Linked DNA regions of Sus scrofa: region 1 is linked to region 2. The links are chromatin contacts, called in public HiChIP or PLAC-seq maps. All regions are on one chromosome and are shown on one strand. The core of a region is the stretch at or near the end of the contact, and the rest is flanking DNA. Distances in the headings are between cores, read along the strand shown.

The links. HiChIP or PLAC-seq counts read pairs in DNA pulled down with a chosen protein or histone mark.
Region 1: an H3K27ac HiChIP or PLAC-seq map of alveolar macrophages shows a contact between it and region 2. The contact joins two enhancer-like sites. A contact is called at or near these places in 1 of 5 promoter capture datasets (liver), 1 of 47 Hi-C or Micro-C datasets (liver) and 1 of 2 datasets of contacts at active chromatin or transcription factors (alveolar macrophages).

Annotation. Positions count from the first base shown.
Region 1 is chr3:42,864,419-42,868,335 of Sscrofa11.1, forward strand. The region is part of intron 1 of FAM120A (constitutive coactivator of PPAR-gamma-like protein 1); the gene reads left to right. Among named protein-coding and RNA genes, the nearest start is that of FAM120A, 4.8 kb to the left of the region's middle. Within about 2 kb of position 2,308, at least 21 of the 83 cell types and tissues checked have an H3K27ac peak or open chromatin away from gene starts, as enhancers often do. A contact at or near this core is called in alveolar macrophages and liver, where this site is marked.
Region 2 is chr3:42,649,213-42,652,778 of Sscrofa11.1, forward strand. CARD19 (caspase recruitment domain family member 19) reads left to right here. Exons shown (of 6, transcript NM_001244277.1): 6 at 199-470. The coding sequence ends at 314. Among named protein-coding and RNA genes, the nearest start is that of CARD19, 17 kb to the left of the region's middle. Within about 2 kb of position 1,994, at least 9 of the 83 cell types and tissues checked have an H3K27ac peak or open chromatin away from gene starts, as enhancers often do. A contact at or near this core is called in alveolar macrophages and liver, where this site is marked.

The DNA of each region.
Region 1 (3,917 bases), core at 1,058-3,557, 220 kb after region 2:
GAAATTTAAATGAAAGGTCAGGAAGTTTTGGTATTGTGACCCCAAAAGAAAAAAAAAGGCTTTCTCTTTTCTCATTGAAAAATCAGATTTTCTCCCTGTAGACTTCTCTTTCCTTTGGAGATGTAATTCTGATAAACTTAGTTATCTATTTCTAAACGCAGCTTGAGAGAAGGGTGCAGAGGAAAGTCTGCCAGAGGTAGGCGCACCATTAATAGCAAGAAGTGACACTTCACAAGGGAGAAGATAGAAAAAGCTATAAAAAGCACACATAATTCTGGAGCTCCTTGAGAAGAAAGAAAACAACCCTATGTACTTCAGTAGCCCCTGAGGGTGTGGATTCGATGTGTATAAGGATTTTCTTTTTTCTTTTTTTCTTTTTTTTTTTTTTTGTCTTTTTGGCATTTCTTGGGCCGCTCCCGCAGCATATGGAGGTTCCCAGGCTAGAGGTCTACTTGGAGCTGTAGCTGCCAGCCTCCGCCAGAGCCACAGCAACACGGGATCCGAGCCGCGTCTGCAACCTACACCACAGCTCACGGCAACGCCGGATCGTCAACCCACTGAGCAAGGGCAGGGTTCGAACCCGCAACCTCATGGTTCCTAGTCGGATTCGTTAACCACTGCGCCACAATGGGAACTCCATGTATAGGGATTTTCTATAAGGATGATTTAGAGCTGGAATATTTTAGATTCAGCATTCTCTAAGTGAATGTGAGTGAAGCAGTATGTTCTGTTTTTAAAAGATGACCATTAAAATGGTTAAGTGAATTAAAACCATGGTGGCATATTACTCACTACATACTTGTTAGAATGGCTGAAATACATAATACTGGCAATACCAAGTTAGCTAGCAAGAATGCTGAGCAATCGGAATCATCCCACATGGCTGGTGGGAATGCAAGATGGCATGCCACCCTGAAAACTGCTCCTTTGGTTTCTAAGAAAGTTAATGATGCATTTACCATGTGATCCAGCAGTTATACTATTTTCCTAAAGGAACTGTTGTTCACACAAAAACTTACTTAAATGTTCATAGCAGTTTTATTTATAATAGCTCAAACTGGAAATAACCAAAATATCCTTTAATAGGTGAATAGTTAAGCTATGGTACCATGCAAAACTATTCAACAATAAAAAGGGAGAATACACACAACTTGGATGAGGCTTGTTTTGTTTTGTTTTGTTTTAGGGCCACACCCATGGCATATGGAAGTTCCCAGGCTAGGGGTCAAATCAGAGCTGCAGCTGCCAGCCTACACCACAGCCACAGCAACACCAGATCTGAGCCGAGTCTGCCACCTACATGGCAGCTCATGGCAATACCAGATCCTTAACCCACTGAACAAGGCCAGGAATCAAAACAGTGTCCTCATGGATGCCAGTCAGGTTCGTTAATCACTGAGCCACGATGGGAACTCCTGTATTGGCCTTTTCTAGGGTTCTGTAAAGTGGCAGAAGGGCTTAATTTTCTGTCAGTTTTATTTAATCTTTTTTTTTTTTAATTTTTTAATTTTTTTAATACTTATTTCCCCAATACAGTTTTTTTCCTACTGTACAGCATGGTGACCTAGTTACACATACATGTACATGTTCTATTTTCGCACATTATCATGCTCCATCATAAGTGACTAGACATAGTTCCCAGTGCTACACAGAGAAATCTTTTTTAACTTAGAAGAGTGTGTCTTTTCGAGAGAAATAATCATGTTTATTTAGCCATTGGTAGTTGGCCCACGCAGCAGCTAATTTTGTTCAGGTCACTAAACTGCCTGGCCTGGACCCGGCTTTTCTTAGTTACCAGGAGCATTCCCTCTTGTGTGCCTGGAGTCATCATAACTTTTGAGACGTGGTGAGGGACTTATGTTTATTTAAAAATCTTGGTGGCATTAAATCCTTGGAGCTTTCCTAAATATTTCTGCCTTAAGACTTGTGGTGTTGGTGTGCAGGTTTATAATGAAGTCCTTCAGATCTTATCGCGAATCCATGCTCTCATATATTTACTCAGTTCTTACCGGAATTCATGCTTTAAGGCACTGGGAGAACGTGAGGTTAGACTGTAGCCTGAGATTTGGGGATGATGATCTCTGTCTTTGGGAACCTGATAGAGGTAGGGAGGCTGACTTGTAGGCTGCTGGTCCCTTGCCAGGTCCTCTGTCACAGTGCTGTCTCATTTAGCCCTCAGTGTTGTTAACCCATTTTACATGGGAAGAAATGAGATTGCTGATTGAGCAACATCTGGGGCCAAGTAACTGGTAACCTCGGTAACCTCTTCCAGAGGGAAGTGCTGAGCTGAAGTCAAAGTTCAGTTTCATTGTGTAAGAATGCTATGGGGCTGTGCCTACCTGCAGTTCACTCTCTGGTCAGATCTGATAGCAGAACGCCTCTGCTGCTTTTTCCGGGTAGAATGGGTGCAGCACAGTTTCTCTCCAGGAGAAATTGAAAACTACCAATATGCTCTTTAAACCTCACGTTGATTGGGAAATACAGTTCAAAACTGACCACATCATACCTCAAACCAGCTATCCATTTAAAATACTTACTTAAAAATATTTATTTCATTCCAGTGTACCAGTTTTGTGACTGGCTTATTTCATTTAGCCTAATGTCTTCAAGGTTCATCCATATTGTAACATTGTGTCAGAATTTCCTTTCTTCGTAAAGCTTAATAATAGTCTGTTGTATGAGTGGACCCCTTTTGGTTTATGGATACTTGGCTTGCTCCCCGCTTTTGTCTGTTGTGAGTAACAATAGTGCTGCCATGAATTCGGGTGTACAAGAATCTGCTGGAGTCCTGCTCTCAGTTCTTTGGGGCGTGTGCCCAGGAGTGGAACTGCTGGATCATTTGGCAATTCTAGATTTAATTTCTCCAAGAGTCACCATATTGGTCCTCAGGGGAGTCACTGTCCTGGCAGCAACCTGAACAAAACCGTTAATCCAGACTCCTCCTTCAGGCTTTTTTGGACCCATTTTACCTTCCTTCAGTCTCACAATTCCTCTACTGACCTTTTTATTTTTTTTTACTTTGATTTATTTTTATTTTTTGCTTTTTAGGGACGCACCTGTGATATATGGAGGTTCCCAGGCCAGGGGTCAAATCAGAGACGCAGCTGCCAGCCTACACCACAGCCACAGCCACAGCCACAGCCACAGCCACGTGGGATCCAAGCCACATCTGCGACCTACACCACAGCTCACAGCAGCGCCGGATCCCCAACCTCCTGAGCGGGGCCAGGGATCATACCTGCATCCTTGTGGATACTAGTTGGATTCATTTCTGCTTCGCTACAACGGGAACTCCCTACAGTTCTTTTTAAATGCTCCCAACCAGACTGTTCACTGTTTCTTCAGGAAATGTCCATTTCCCAACTTCCCAGCTCTGCTGAAGTTACTCTCTTGTCTTACTACCCAGCTTTTGCTTGTCAGAATTTTACTTCTCCCTCAGAGCCTATCTCAAAATCTTTATTATAGTTGCTTGCATACATATCTTCCTAACTATAAGCTACTTGAGGCCAGGGACTAATTTTATTCCTCTTGTATCTCTTATATGTTTAGTATGGGCACTCAAAAACTCGAGATGTTTTTTAATCTCACATTTGCTTTGTTCTATTTACATAGGTAGACAAATGTAATTTTTTTCTTTGAACACTTGGATCAATGGCTATTAAGTAAGATTTATTTTCTTACCTTAAATTTCTCAGACTCTGTTTTCTGATTGGTTCCCAGTGATAATTCATTCTCCCTTTAGCAAACATTGAGTGCTTATTATTGGCCAGGCATGGAGGCGTGACTAACATAGAAGAAAGGAATCCTTTAAGGAGTTTATGGAAGGGGGCTCATATCATCATTTTCCCATGTCAATGTTTGGAACTTTCTTTGATTCCATAGGACAGATCTATTTAGTCAGTGAAGAGCAATTTCTG
Region 2 (3,566 bases), core at 744-3,243:
TGTGGCCCAGCATAGTGCAATGATTTTCTAGATGATTGCAAGCTCCATCCCCTTCCTGTCACATGGAGCTTGTTGAGGCAGTGTGGGGGGAGCCCGTGCCAGGCAGGCCCACTCTGCATGACGTGGGGGGGGGCGCGACACCCTGAGGCTGAGAGAAGGCACCTTCATCACGGGTTTCAAGATTCCCTTGTCTTACAGACCCCAAGGTGCTGCCAGGGACCCGGCGTGTCCTGGGCTTCTCCCCCGTCATCATCGACAGGCACGTCAGCCGCTTCCTCCTGGCCTTCCTCACAGATGACCTGGGTGGGCTCTGACCAACCCCAGCCCTGCCCGCCTGTCTGCTTGCTGCCCGGGGGCTTGCTTTTTTCCTAAGTGTTTTTTCTCACTATTTATAATTTCTGTAACAAGCACTTTACCTTCATTGTACAGAGGTGCTCATCAATATTAAATGTTTGGGTCTCATCCTTCCCTCAGGAGTGTTTTCTAGATGGTTGCAACTCAAGACATGACAGCATCTCTAGCTGAGGCTGACCCTGAGGGCTCTTGAGTTCCAGTGTCCAACCCAAGGCCAAGGTCCTGCCCCAGCTCCCTTCCTGGACCCCCATCAGCCTGGGCCACTCCCCTGCATGTCAGCTACCTGCCTCAGATGTCCCCTGTCCCCAGCGTCCACCCCCCGTCCTCCCCAATCCTCCCCCCAACCCCCCCAGTCCTCTCCAGAACTCCTACCTCCCCAACCTGAGCCTCTCCTGCCATGCCCTGCGTGAGGCGTTGCTGGTCCTACACCTGCCCCTGCCCATCTCCCTTTCCTCCCAGCCCCCAGTCCCAGGTGAGGGGACGGGCTGGGCTGTCACCTGAGCCCTGGGCTACCTGTGATGCCCTTTCCCCATGGGTATTAATTTGACTCCTCCCAGTGGCCCCAAGTGGGGGCTGCCATTCCTGCCTTCTTGATAAAGAAACAGGCTGAAAGGGGAGGTCACTCAGCCAGGAAAGGGGCTCGACCACCATCTTCATTAACTTCCTGTGGCATGTCCCAAGGAGACCCTCCCCTTGGCCCCCTTTTCTCTGTCCAGTCACCAGAGCCACCACCCAGGTCCTAGCCCCACCATCCAGGGAATGGAGCCCCATCCCCTGGGGAGCAATGCCCTGGGCTTAGCGGGTCTGGGGAGGAGTAGAAGGACACAAACATGGTTAGAGCCTGGAAATGAATACAAAGGCTTGTTCCTGATTCCAGGTGGAGAAGGCGTTGAAACTAAAAACCAAAGAGTCCACAGAACCTTGTACAACTTTCAGAGATGAAAAATGTAACCGTGCTGAAATATTGAGTTCTGGCTCCTCACACCCTCCCCCAGTGGCCTGGGATTTAGCCACACCTAGCCCCTTGTCCTCAGGGCTAGGCCCCATCTTTGTCTTCAAGATACAGGCATGTCCCCTTGACCAGAGTTTTTGCACCCATCTGTCTCACCTGCTGGGCTCAGGCTCAGGATCTTCTCATGGAAATGTCCCTCGTGGACACAAGAGGGTGAGTGTACATACATGTCCACGAGGGCCTGGGGCTCTGCTCTCAGCGTCCACTATCAGACCTCTGGGGGCCGCAGTGCTGGGCCCCTGGATGCACACTGCCCTCTGCAGGCCGTGGCTGCCTGGCACTGTCTTCTCTGTGGGGCCCTGTCACTACCATTACCACTGAGGGAGCTTGAGCTCAGAGCCCAGGACCACATGTCCACCAAGAGTGTGTGTGTGGGGGTCTGCCTATCCTCCCTGCTCTTGGGTGCACGCGTGTGCGTGCACACATACAGAAAAACAGGTGCATACATGTGCACGTGCACAGTGCTTGTGTACACATGTGCACACACACAGGACTGGGGCCTGATCCCTGCTGGGTTCCCCTCCCCATTTGTCTCCCCTGTGAGCTCCTTCCCCTCCAGCCTCTTTTTAGGGAAATAGAAGTATGTTTGTTCACCCAAGAATCATCATGAGCTTGCATTTTCCACAATGGTTTCCGGTTGGGCCTGCAGACTGACTCCAGGAATGACACCACCACTGGGCCCCCAGGAAGGGCTCTACTCCCAGGTCTCATTCTCTCGGAGCCCACGGGTGGGAAACAAGATGGGGGGCTGAGGAATTGGTTTCAGGATGTGGTATCTGGCCTCCATTCAGCCAGCTTGCAGGCTCATTGACTCATCTGTGTGCTTGTCATTAAAGTGAGGGCCAGGGCGAGCCAGGCACAGGAGCTCGCCACTCGCTCTTCCACCTCTGCACTACAGGCCCCTGGTATGTCTCCAAACTCTGAGCCTTAGTGTGCCCATCTGTAAAAAGGATCACAACCTTGGGGACCCCTCCTTGAGCCTGGATGTCTCGGGCTGGATGGTACTGCTCAGAGTGCTATTGGCTGGAAATTGCTTTGTGAATTTTCCACTTTGCTGGCAGGTGCAGCTGATGCATGTCCCTCCCTGGGACCCCCTTTGGGTGGAATGAGCATGGTCACCAGTGCTCAGCAGTGAGGATACAGGTACAACTCTGAGCTGGGTGGGCCGAGCAGAGCCCCAAGTGTCTGTGTCCCTCATCCAGGTTCCCCTTGACCTTGCTCAGGGTCCAGAACAAGGGCTGCTGTGCACATGCATCACGCTCCTGGCCTCTGGCAGACAGGTGCCTGTGTAAACTGGTTCTCGTTGCTGCAAAAACTGACCAGAGGCCACCTTCCTGGCTGGCTAGCCAGACCAGGGGACTAGTCTCTGCATTCGGTCTGGACTCTGAGCCCAGGAGGTGGCAGGGATTCTCACTCGAGGTCAGCAGACCTCTGAGGCCCAGCCCAGCATGTCCTGTCCACAGTGCGGCCCCTCCACCCATCATGAACAGGCAAGGCCCTGATTCTAGGGCCGCACCTGTGGCATATGGAGGTTTCCAGGCTAGGGGTCTAATCGGAGCTGTAGCCACTGGCCTACACCACAGCCACAGCAACGCTGATTCCTCCGAGCTGCGTTTGTGACTTACACCACAGCTCATGGCAATGCCAGATCCTTAATGCACTGAGCAAGGCCAGGGATCAAACCTGCAACCTCATGGTTCCTAGTCGGATTCATTAACCACCGAGCCACGACGGGAACTCCTGCCTGGGGTATTTTTGATGCTTGTCCTGCTCTCTGACAGCCACATCTGGGTAAAAGTGACACATGCCCAGGTAAAGGTGATAGACAACTGACTCCAGATGACAGAGCTACCTGGGTGAAAGTGAATGAGGCCACTGTGTGAAGGGTGCAGGCAGAGCCAGATAAGCCGGTGCCTTGAGCTAAGCCATCCTACCTCCTGAAATAAATTTTAAGAAGCCACCCAGTCTGTGGTCCTTTGTTATAGCAGTCTGAAAGTCAACACCTTTGAGGGAATGTCCCAGACATAGGGCAGGCCCAGCAAACCTATGGTGGGGAGGCCCTGGTTCTGTCCCCCACTTGAGACCTGTGCAGCCCTGTGGCAGGGTTCCATCTCCTGAGTGAAGGACAGTCAGTGATGGGCACTGATTCCCTTGGCTGAGGTGGGCCATTTCTTGTGACTGCCAACTCTCGCGTTCCATC